4 separate regions of the Mus musculus genome follow, and all the other regions are linked to region 1. A link is a contact called in public promoter capture Hi-C data. All regions are on one chromosome and are shown on one strand. The core of a region is the stretch at or near the end of the contact, and the rest is flanking DNA. Distances in the headings are between cores, read along the strand shown. Region 1 holds the start of Aox1 (aldehyde oxidase 1). Region 2 has its middle 38 kb from the start of 4930558J18Rik. Region 3 holds the start of Tyw5 (tRNA-yW synthesizing protein 5). Region 4 holds the start of Fam126b (family with sequence similarity 126, member B).

Region 1 (2,758 bases), core at 74-2,573:
CCCTGGATCATTAGAAGAAGGAAATGAGATTCCCTGGAACTGGAGTTTCAGAAGACTGTGAATGTTAGGAATTGAATCTGTTAGAAACAAATGCTCTGAGCCACTGAGCCATCTCTAGTTAGTAAGATTTTAGAATGGAGATTATTGGCATCAGGAGAGTAAAAGAATTCTAGCTTTTAATCTGTTCATCTAATCTTTTAATCTCTTCACTATTGCTAAAGCAGAATGCCCCAAACTGGATACTTTATAAAGAAAACAGGTTTGTTCTAGTCCTGGGTCCTGGAAGCTCTTAACCTCTGAGCCATTTCCCCAGATCCTGTCAAACATAAAGTATTTTTCAAAAAAGAAAATGTTTGACAGATATGGAGGCTCACACACACCTTTGATTCCAGCACTCAGGAAGAGGCAGAAGCTGATAGAAGCTGTCAGTTCAAAGCCAGTAAATTCCAAACTAGCCATAGCTTTATAGTGATGCTTACACACACACACACACACACACACACACACACACACACACACACACACACACATACACACACGTTTTCTGTCTACTGGTAAAACACTGTCTGAAATGTGCTTAAGATCCTTGGGAAGCAAGGAGGTGTTAGCCACTTACTGTTAACCACTCCTGGAATTGCTGAGATGTGGTTTCTTCTCCTCTACCTACAAACGGGAAGTTTTCACAATAAAAATGTTGTGTAGTGGTGCATACCTTTAATCTCAGCACTCAAGGGGCAGAGGCAGGTGGAGATCTGTGATTTCGAGGCCAGCCTGGTCTACAAAGAAGAGTTCCAAGACAGCCAGGCTGTTACCCAGAGAAACCCTGTGTGAATGGGTATTGAGGGGTGGGGATGTTGTATTGCATGAATAAAATAACCTAGGGAGATATACTAAGGCCTGGAAAATAATTTGGTCTCATTTGAGACTTGCCAGGTTTTATAAAGTGGATTCTAAAATATAAAGAAAGCCAAAAAGTGAGGTTAAGGGCGCAGGACTCTTGGGAAGTGACTCAGCAGTACAGCCAGGCTGCCTTCCCCCTAAACAAACGAGAGGATTCTGGAAACCACTTCAATAAGCAAGCATTGGCACAGATACTAGAGCAATGACTCAGGACTTCCTGAGGCTGGCCGCCCAGCTACCCCTCTCTCCCATCGATGCCAAAACCCAAAGATTTCAGCTTGTCTCCCACGCTGGCACACTCTGTAGTGTCAGGAGAGTTTTCCCTTTAGGACCTCTGCAGCATTGGCTCTTCCAAAACTTTCTGGGAGGGTGGAGACTTAGAAGCACAGACAAGCCCCGCCCTGTAGCCTCGGGCAATTTATTCTCTGCAAGGACTGGCGCTGCTAGGGACCTGCTAGGGACCTCGGAGTCATGGACCCCATTCAGCTGCTCTTCTACGTGAATGGCCAGAAGGTGAGAGCCCGCGGGTAGGCAGACTCCTGCACCACCCCGGACCCCAGTTCTGGGCCCTATCCCAGCCTGCGCCCTGCTTTCGCTGAAACCTTAGCATGGGGTCTCATTGGGTCCTCAGCATAGGAATCTGCATTATAAAACTCAAAGGAGATCAGATTATTTTTCAGACCTTTCGCATCACGACCAGCGCATGGAAGACTAAGAATTTCAGAATGTCTGAATCCCAGGGCCTCTCCCTTCCGGACGGGGAGCATCCAGACCTTCCCTCCCTTAAAGCCTCCGGCTGATAAGATCTTCCAGCACAATTAAATAAGTAGCCTCAAGTCTCTGCTTGTCTGGGTGAGCAATACCCAGCTTTAACAGGGCCACAGAGGTGCACTGGTTCTAGCTACTCTGTGATTTTTCAACTTGGTGAAGCCAAAGCAAGTTCCTGGCACAGCACAGCTTGCCAGAATCAGGGGCTCCTGCCGAGTGTGGCATTTTGTTTTATTTGTGTGTGTGCCTTGGCTCTGAAGACTTTTATGGCGGCTCCAGGCAAATCCTGTTGCTTGGGGACAGCAAAGCCTCTGGGCATCGTTTAAAGCAGCCGTCTGGGCAGTGGCCCAGCTCATCTGGAGTGTTCTCTGTGTAAACTGATAGCACTTTGAGTGGGGGGTGGAGAGCTGCTGTCCACAATGTCAGTTCCGCCCTTTGGATCCCGCTGTGTTCCCTGTGTCTGGCTAGGGACAGCCAGAGCCCTTGTTCTAGCTGGCACTGGCTGACCAACTGGAAGCCAAGGAAGGTTTAGCGCCAACCAGACCTTTCCTGTGTGAGGACTCTTCGGAGGCTATGAAGTTGAGTCACACTGCTGTAGTTTTGTAATGTGTTTTCTTCCTTGAAGAACAGGGTCTCCCAAATCATAGAAGCCCCCATTTAAAAAAAAAAAAAACCTTTATGAGTCCCTGCTTCATGGCCCTGAAGCGGGATAGATGGATCCTTAAATAGATGAAACCCATTAGCTGTCCCCCCATCTCCCCACAGGACTACCATGAAGGTGAACTAGAATAATGGGTGAAATGGCTGCCCTGTTCCTTCCGTTTCCTTTTGCATAACAGAAAAAGCTGGAGTGTATTCTGTCCTTACTAAACGAACGGAATCCATTGCCGCTCACTGGAGCCTCACTGCCTCTTGGAGGCAGACTCCAAGGCTACTAACAGGCCAACACTACTTATTGCGAAAAGAGCAATCATGAATATCCATTGTGTGTTTTCATGAACATCCTAACAGATACTAAGCTATGTTTAAGCTTATGGGATATAGCAAACCACAGAAAGGATGCGACCCCTGCTGGTGAGGGGTTGACACT
Region 2 (2,758 bases), core at 99-2,598, 690 kb before region 1:
CTCAGAATGTCTTACACTTAGGAATGAGGACCAATCACACCCTGTTACTAAATCATTTCATAAAGGACCATTCCTCCTGTCAGACTGAGTAAAATTGAGGCAATTTTTATCTTATTCTTAGTGTCTTGAGTCATGGTGACACTGAAAACTGGTTGCATGGGCAAATGATAAATTAGTAGACTAAAGAGAAGATAATGTAAGCATAAGAGAATATGTGGATGAGTAAATGAACCAACAAGGCAGTAGATGAATGTGTGACATCCCTCAGCCTTGTCTTTGCTTTTTAAAGCTTTGTTGTGTGTATGAGTATTTGCCTGTATGTATATCTCTATAACATGTATATGTATGTGTATGAGTATTTGCCTGTATGTATATCTCTATAACATGTATATGTTCCAGGAATCTGGGGGGGTCAGAAGAGGGTGTTGGAGCTCCTGGAGCTGAAAGTTTCTGTCGGTTGTGAGCCACCCTGTGGGTTCTGGAACCTGAACGAGGGCCTCTGCAAGAACAAGTGTTCTTAAATAATGAGCCATCTCTCCAGCCTCTAACTTTGTTTTATTAAAACACTGCTATGGGATAGTTCCTTATTAATATCAGCCGCTTCTCGATTACTACTCACTAAGCTGCAGCTCCTTCAGTCTCCCAGCTTCCTGCAACAATGAAAAAATATCCTCAGACATCAGTCAATATCCCCAGGGGCATGAGAACTCCTACAATAGACAGGAAGATGACCAGATGCCGAGATTCGGGAAGATAATGTGAATGAGAAACTTGTCTGCTTCAGTCCAGTAGTTTTTCCTTTATGATCTAGCCTTGCCAACATTCAAATTCAGTTCTTCATTTTCTCACAAAATAGTCTGAAAACATGAGGCCAAAACTAAAATTAAGCAAAGTATAATGGATCCGATATTTAAAAGTAGCATGGAGAGTGAAGATATGCCTGTTTATAAAAACTCACCTGGTTCACAATGCCCTTTAAAACCATGCATGTCTGTAGGCAGTTGTTACGTGATACTTATGTGACCCTGTCCAAATTTATTCCTAGCAGCTTTTAAAATTCTTTTCTAAATGCCACTTCCTAGCGCCATCTTGTGGATCTTACAGGAATTTGCTAATTTCTGATTAAAAGAACACTTTTTTTTTTCCTTCTTTTTTCCCAGAAAGTGAATAGAGGAGAATAGAGAACGTATGTTTTAAAAAACACAAATTTTGCTCCTGGAAATGTCCTTCTAAACTCCGAATTAGGGACACTGAGAAATTTGACCTGGAGTTTGGTGTTCAGTCAAAGTTCAGCATTTGGCTTGCAGTTCAGCTTTCCTTTGGCCTCAGGAAAGTCAAATAACCACATAGCTCCGTCGTTGTCATCACGTGACACTGTGTGAGTTATTGCTCCGTACATGAACGAAGCAAGGGTGCTCCGTCAGGGAAGGCCACCCTGATGTACTTTTTGATGCTTGAACAGTTGTTGTGGATACGCTGATATAACGGAGAACTAAAATTTCCTCCTCGTGTGCTAGAAATATTGGAAAAGCCCACAGAAGATTGAGAAACTTCATAATGTGAAGAGAACACAACCCCCTTGAACTGTTAAATTCATAAGTAGGGATGTAGACTGACAGCAGTGCTTCCCCGCGAAGACCAACATCCCATTGCTCTGACCACACGGCATTTTGTGTTATAAGGCTATTGGCTGTTTCTTCCATCTGTGTCATTGAAACAGCAGATATAGTCACTGAAAATGGCTACAGGATGATCTGGTTCTGTTTAAGTCTTACTGTCCCTGTAAGAAGACAGTCACAGCTGTGAGTAACTTGCTTTGGGACTTTGAGTTATCTAGGGATGTCCCTGGTTGGCCCAAAGTTGTATTATGGAAGGAACTTCAGACTGGACATCAAGGGGCCATCTCTGTCCCAGCCTTTCACCAAGCATGCACCATGGAACAAATGGCACTGCCTTTCTGCAGCTCAGTTCCTTTATCGTTAACAATATGGGGGTGAGGTGGACTCTAAGCTCTTATGGCTTAATGGGTTAAGATTCTATGAACCGTACTTTCAGGTAGGAGGAGCAGAGCTAAATTTCAGTATTTGAATTCTATAGTCAGTGCCAACAGATGATTTGAGCCCTGCGTCTTACATAGTTTCGGGATCTAACAAGGCAATCCTGCCCCTCCTTAATGACCAGAGGAGGAAGACCTATCAGTTAAGGTTTTTAACTTGCCCTAATACTATTTTTTTCTCCCACATACATCACATGAGGAAATGTTCATTTCACTTGAAAATCGATGAGGGCACCTTCTAGTTCTGCTCTTTCCAAATCAAGGCTCTAATGCACTGAAGCTTTTATAATGTAAACATTGTAATCACTCAAACTTGATCTCACAGCCTCTGCCTGAAATGGGCCCAGAGAATAGTTATTTCTTTCCATGCCCTCAAATGCAAACAGCAACGTTGGATCTTACTGTATGATTCACCACCTTTGTAAGGATCCACAGTGGTTGCATCGTTTCGACGATTCTGGAGGCCAGATTTACTTGTATTTTCTGAAGGCCGTGGTGGACAGGTTCCTGTTGGCAGGACCACTTTTTGACTTCAGGAAGTAACATTAGCTTCAAGTCTAGGTTTTAGCCTCTCCTGACATAAAAGCCGTCCTCGAGAAGACTCCATGCTTTCTTAGGATTTTTTTTTCCAAGCCCCTTATTTTCATTGTATATAACCATACAATAACATACTAAGAGCCTTAGAACTTTCCTCTGAACAGC
Region 3 (2,758 bases), core at 70-2,569, 620 kb before region 1:
GTTTTACCTGATCAAACTATAGTATTAGCCCAAAGCATCTCTCTTGAAACATGAACTACAACTTCTTAGTAAACTTAAACTCTGCCTTATATTGACTCAATTAGAAATTCTTCTAGGGTCATCAGTAATCCTGTCTTCTCAAAGGAACACTTCAGGCTGCTCCAGCAGCATAGCGTAGCTGTAGCTACAGATCCTATCTTACTACCACTAATATACTTCAGAGACTTTTTCCCTTAGAATAATCGCCAGAATCCTTACTCTGTTATTCTGATACTTGGACTTTCTTGAAAAGTCCTGAGAGCAAACTTATTTTCTTTTCTTAAATCTAACTGCTTTCTGCTACTTCTTTCTTTAAAAACTAAAGGGAGCCGGGCGGTGGTGGCGCACGCCTTTAGTCTCAGCACTTCGGAGGCTGAGGCAGGCGGATTTATGAGTTCGAGGCCAGCCTTGTCTACAGAGTGAGTTCCAGGACAGCAAGAGCTATACAGTGAAACCCTGTCTCGGAAAAAACAAAACAACAAAACAAAACTAAAGGGCTTAATCCTTAATTATGATTCTGGCTTAAATCAAGGAATGACTTGTACCAGAGGAAACCTACGAGACGATTTCCATTGGTTTCCCTGTTGCAATCCTTCATTAGACTGAAATATCGAGTTTCAAAAATCTAATATCTCGAAATACTCCAGGGGCTGTTAGGACCAAGCAAGAGAAGGGCGAGGGATCCTGAACTAGACTTTAGGAAAAACTCCATAGAAAGGGAGCACGTGAGGTCAGAAAGCCACACGCGCGACCTCTCAGTGAGCTTCGTGCCACCCAGCTTTCTCCGGTCATCCTGCTCCCCAAAAATGTGGGGCCGTTTCTCTCCGGGGCTTTGAATTCCCGAGCAGGGCTACAGGTCCCTTCCGCTCACTCCCTTGACAGCAGAGCGCCTTCTCTTCCCCCGAACAATCTCTGGGTTGCAGGAGAGCAGATGGGCCGCCAGAAGGTACCGGGGTGTCTCCCCTGCCTTTCCGCGGCGGGCCTCCTCACCTGTGGATAAAGATGCTCCATGAACTGCTCCCGGGAGACGCCCCGCAGCCGGGGTACCGGAAGACGCTGCTCAGCCATGGTGAAATTCACAGGCCTGGGAATTTGGACGAGTTCTTCCACGCGTGATTTCCCCTGGAAACACTACTCCGGAAGAAATGGTCCGCGTAGGTGACTGACCCCAGAGGGCGGCGGCTGGTTCGAAGTGCGCACGGCGGGGAGCCCGAGGGCTTCGGCCTGGGCTGAGGGCTAACACAGCCGAAATGAGAGGACTCACCCGAGGCGGCGGCAGCGAGGCGGCCTTGGCTCCACTTCTCCAACCCCGGCGAGCTGGTTTCCCTCCGGCCTGCTTTCAGTACTGCACAGGCATGCAGAGGTGAAAGGTCACAAACATGGCGCTGGCCGCCCGTCTCCTACCTCTGCCCCTGCTTTCCCGGCCGCTGCCCGGCCCGGTCACCCGACTCCGGACTCTCGGTAGCACCGAGGTGAGGCTGACGCTGACTGAAATTTGCTGCCTGTGCCGCCGTCGCCTGGGCTCAAGCGCGGCTCCGATCCCTCGCTACACTCGGGCCTGGACAAGCCCTGCGTTGCGTTCCTGGAGCTCCCGAAGATCCCTTCTCGGCCGGGTAGAACATCCTCCAGCCCTCGCTTCTTTACCCGCTAGTCCCAGCCGCAGCTACAGCACCGAGGAGCAGCCCCAGCAACGCCAGAGAACCAGAATGATCATTCTGGGATTTTCCAATCCCATCAACTGGGTCCGGACTCGAATTTACGCCTTCCTTATTTGGGCCTATTTCGACAAAGAGTTCAGTATCGCTGAGTTCTCTGAAGGGGCGAAGCAGGTTTGTTTGCTCCCCTAACTGACCTCTCTGCCTCGTGCATTCAGCGTTTCCGTGATCAAGTGTTTAGCCATGAAGTTTCTTCATTGCGACCCGTGGTATCCAACGATGGTAGTGACCTAGACACTGAATCTTTCGGCCACTTCAGGACTTTAATAAGCTTCTAAGTGTGTTCGCATGGTCGTCAGGGAGGAGGGGTTCATTCAAGAAACTAGGATGAAGGCCTAAGTTCAAAGCCTGTTTGTCAGTGCCACTCTAAAATTAGTTAATCCTTTGGGTATGATTTTTCCAGAATTAGAAGATTAGAGAAGACAGTGCCTGGCACACATAGTAGGCACTTCATAAGTATTTGTTAAGTAAATCGAATGGAGTAAGTTATGGTGAGGAATAAGATAACACTGCCAAAGTAATAACATATCATTTCAGGTACAAAGGCAGTTTCCTACCAGCTGTTTGACAGATCTGAATTGCCTTCTGCATTCTCTACCTATATATTCTGTCAAGGATAAGAGTTTGCTGAGGCTGCTGGTCTACTTAGTGTCCAGGTCTAGCACACTGGTGATTCCTAGCTCTGACTTTGCCCATCGTGACCTTTCTGAATAGCAAGTGATGTTGCCTTAACAATGGTCACTTTGAATCTCAAGATCATTGACACAGTTTGTGTGTACATGCTTTTCTTTCCAGGAAGACTTTTTAAATCTCCTTTCATTTTCTTAGGTTGTCAGTCCCTAGCATTTCAAAACTGTTGATTAATACAAAGGTAGAAGTCATAGTTTATTCTCCAGTTCATACTGGAATAGACCATCAGGATAATAATTTAACAACATTGACTATATGCTGGTATTTTTAATTTTACTTCTGACTTATTCAGATTTTCCCCAATTCCTAGCCAT
Region 4 (2,758 bases), core at 128-2,627, 560 kb after region 1:
TAACAAGCCCAGAAAGACAATATACTTCCTGGATACATTTGTCCTCATCGTCTAACTTGACGGCAGCATCTCAGGCCTCTTACATTTTAATAATTTATAGTGCTACTTTTTAAAGATATTTTTCCAATGAGTTATAAAAGTGCCCTTCCACAATATTCGCCGACAGGGATTTGTTTAGGACTGTATTTCACCATTCAAACCGTGGATTTAAAAGACTTTTCAAAACAAAATAGTTTTAAATTTGTACATAAATTTTATCTATGTCCATGACATTCAACGAACTTATTTTTTTAAGCCTAAGGCATAACTCACAACTAGCTTCCTAGACTTAACAAGGGAAATCACTTAAAAGTTGACACTCCTCTGCTAAGATTCCCAACTTATTTTCACAGTCCTTAACACTGGGGGCGAGTTGTCTACCAATTTACTGTTCATTTTCTAATCTACATTTATCTTCGTCTATAGATTTAAAAGGCTCTCCACTTTTCTGAAGGTTAAAGCCGCAAAGCAAATTCCTGTACTACAAAACACGAATCTGACAACATTCCTCTAAAGCTAACATCGTGTTGTCTCGCAACCAAAGTCCATATTTGGGATAAGCGCTTCGTGACTACTCTTGCCTTCACGCTGTCCTCCTCCTACAGACCCTGCCTCGGTAGAGAGAACGCTGGAGCCAACAAGAACAAAGTGCTCAGATACATCAATGGGTTGCAGAGCTCTTCTTCTACCAGGGTCAGTCGAGTTACTTGGAAAAATAACTGCCATGGGTTACATAATGTACAACCACCAATTTCTAGAGCTGACCACCAATAAATATCTTTCTTCTCCGCACCTCTCCCCATCCCAGCAAACGGCCCTAAGAACACCTAGGATTTCACGCAGGTGTCTGCAATACCACGTCCTTCTCTTACCTGAGGCTTCTTGCAAGACATCCCTTCAGCCCTCACTACCTGTGTCTTGCTCCCGCCTCCTTCCCGCCTCAGCCCGCGCCACCGACACCCTAACGCCCTTGCTAGGGCCCCAAGTTGCCCCACAACACTCATCCCCAAGCCGCCTCGGCAGACGCCTTCTCCTCACGACCCTCCCGAGCTTGCTCCCAGGTCTGCAGGGCTTCGGATCCAACAGTCCTGCTGCCTTCCCACTTCACCTTCGTCAGCTCCCGACTACGGCGTCCGAAGCCGGAGGAGAAATTCCTCTTCACCCGGCACCGTGCGCCCCCCCCCCCGCAACCCCCCCAAGACAGCACCGCCGCCTACCTGTCACCCCGCAGCCTCAGGCTTCCTACCGCCACCGCCACCGCCACCGCCTCCCGCAGCAGCCTGCCAACTGCAGCATAACAACCAGCCTTCTCATTGAGTGGGCCCACGCGCTTAATAACAACCGCTCTCATTGGCTGCGCTATGACTTTGGCCCGCCTCTCGGTGCTCCGCCTAAAGATTCCGTCCTGGAGCAAGACAAACACGGCTTTATCGTCCTTCTCCTCAATATCTTCTACCTCAAGCAGACTCCAGCTGCAAAGTGTGGGAAATAATCTCTACTTCCAGGCTCCTTCATGTCATCTCTACGTTGTCTGGGAGCCTTGCGCCAGTACCGGAACGTTTACCATCTCCCCCATTTTCCTGTCGTAAGAAACTAGAGGAAACAACGTCCGTTTCCGGTTGTCTCCGGCTGTAAGGTTGAATATTGAGTGTCCCGGGAGGTCAGATTGCTGTCAGGTAATTTAGGGAGCTGGTGGGAGACTTCTGGATTACGCATAATCTAAACTTTATCCAGGGAATGCAGAAGTGGAGAGGGCTGAAGGGATCCGATAAGACCGGGAGAAGATCCGGGATCTAGCTAGGGAGCGCCGCTGCAAGGTTCTTGCTGGGCTGTGTTGAGGCGGATGAAGGATGTCTTGAGAATTACGATGGTTGTTAAATCCCAGAGATGTTTTAAACCGCCGCTACCAGATGCAATGTACTCCTCGCCTCCTGGCTTTTTGGGTTGTATTTGAATAGGGTAAAGAACAGCTCAGACCCGAAAATACTTAAAACTAGAAGAAATAATTGCAACGGTTGCTTCACAAGCTTGTATTTTAAGTACGGTTTCCCAAATATAAGTGTTTACGACACAGTGCTTAAGTGAAAAAGAGCAAGTCACAAAATCAAGACTACTGCATAATCCTAGGATTAAGGATTGGATACTAAAGTAATAGCAGTTCATTTGTATTTTCCCATATTTTAATGGTCATCTCAGTTTTTAAATGAGGGAAATTTGAGATACACCCTTGAAAATCCCTGATAAACTGTAAAATTATATGTAATGGATGTAACATTCTTCTTCCTTAGGGAAAGCAAGTCAACATTTCCCCAGTGCTAGATAGAACAAGCCATCGTTAGTGAAGGTTGATCATCACCAAACTTTTGAGTTCACTTCTGACATAGGCAGATAGCATTTAAATTTTCCATAATTATGTGTTCATTCATGGTTGAATCCTTTTTTTTTTCTGTTCTTAAACGGACAGTTCTAAAGGTGAAATAATTTCCTGTTGTTGAGCCCTCAGTGCAGTAGAACTCGCTCATTCTGTGGAAGAGGAGAGAACCAGTTGGATTAGGTTGCCCTCTGACCTCTGCATGAACATCCACACACACACACACACCACACATGACTTTAAAGAAATACTCTTAAAAATAGGAGCCCAGCATGATGCACAGGCTTGTACTCCTGGCAGTTGGGAGACAGAGACAGAAGGAGTAAGAGTTCAAAGTTTCCCTGGCTA

Evidence for each region. Promoter capture Hi-C pulls out the DNA fragments that hold promoters and counts their contacts.
Region 2: a contact with region 1 is called in a promoter capture Hi-C map of liver, with 3 times the contacts expected there. The contact joins the enhancer-like site here to the promoter of Aox1 in region 1. A contact is called at or near these places in 7 of 39 promoter capture datasets (the C10 cell line, the HPC-7 cell line, cranial neural crest and 4 more), 1 of 15 datasets of contacts at CTCF or cohesin (large pre-B cells) and 2 of 115 datasets of contacts at active chromatin or transcription factors (astrocytes and embryonic stem cells).
Region 3: a promoter capture Hi-C map of embryonic stem cells shows a contact between it and region 1, with 6 times the contacts expected there. The contact joins the promoter of Tyw5 here to the promoter of Aox1 in region 1. A contact is called at or near these places in 23 of 39 promoter capture datasets (3T3-L1-derived adipocytes, the C10 cell line, the HPC-7 cell line and 14 more), 2 of 15 datasets of contacts at CTCF or cohesin (the NIH/3T3 cell line and large pre-B cells), 10 of 484 Hi-C or Micro-C datasets (bone marrow-derived macrophages, cerebellar granule neurons, cortical neurons and 3 more), 44 of 115 datasets of contacts at active chromatin or transcription factors (the 230-238 cell line, DN3 thymocytes, the SCID.adh cell line and 28 more) and 4 of 9 other capture datasets (adipose tissue, liver, macrophages and 1 more).
Region 4: a contact with region 1 is called in a promoter capture Hi-C map of 3T3-L1-derived adipocytes, with 4 times the contacts expected there. The contact joins the promoter of Fam126b here to the promoter of Aox1 in region 1. A contact is called at or near these places in 2 of 39 promoter capture datasets (3T3-L1-derived adipocytes and pre-B cells) and 1 of 115 datasets of contacts at active chromatin or transcription factors (pancreatic cancer cells).

The regions. Positions count from the first base shown.
Region 1 is chr1:58,028,646-58,031,403 of GRCm38.p6, forward strand. Aox1 (aldehyde oxidase 1) reads left to right here and starts at 1,324. Exons shown (of 35, transcript NM_009676.2): 1 at 1,324-1,413. The coding sequence starts at 1,372.
Region 2 is chr1:57,338,258-57,341,015 of GRCm38.p6, forward strand. No RefSeq gene overlaps it. Among named protein-coding and RNA genes, the nearest start is that of 4930558J18Rik, 38 kb to the right of the region's middle. Within about 2 kb of position 1,349, at least 2 of the 459 cell types and tissues checked have an H3K27ac peak or open chromatin away from gene starts, as enhancers often do. A contact at or near this core is called in liver, where this site is marked.
Region 3 is chr1:57,405,355-57,408,112 of GRCm38.p6, forward strand. It overlaps Tyw5 (tRNA-yW synthesizing protein 5), which reads right to left and starts at 1,320. Exons shown (of 8, transcript NM_001037742.2): 1 at 1,030-1,320. The coding sequence starts at 1,107. It overlaps Maip1 (matrix AAA peptidase interacting protein 1), which reads left to right and starts at 912. Exons shown (of 5, transcript NM_001081181.3): 1 at 912-1,868. The coding sequence starts at 1,419.
Region 4 is chr1:58,584,956-58,587,713 of GRCm38.p6, forward strand. It overlaps Fam126b (family with sequence similarity 126, member B), which reads right to left and starts at 1,378. Exons shown (of 13, transcript NM_001310598.1): 1 at 1,257-1,378. Ndufb3 (NADH:ubiquinone oxidoreductase subunit B3) reads left to right here and starts at 1,442. Exons shown (of 3, transcript NM_025597.3): 1 at 1,442-1,715.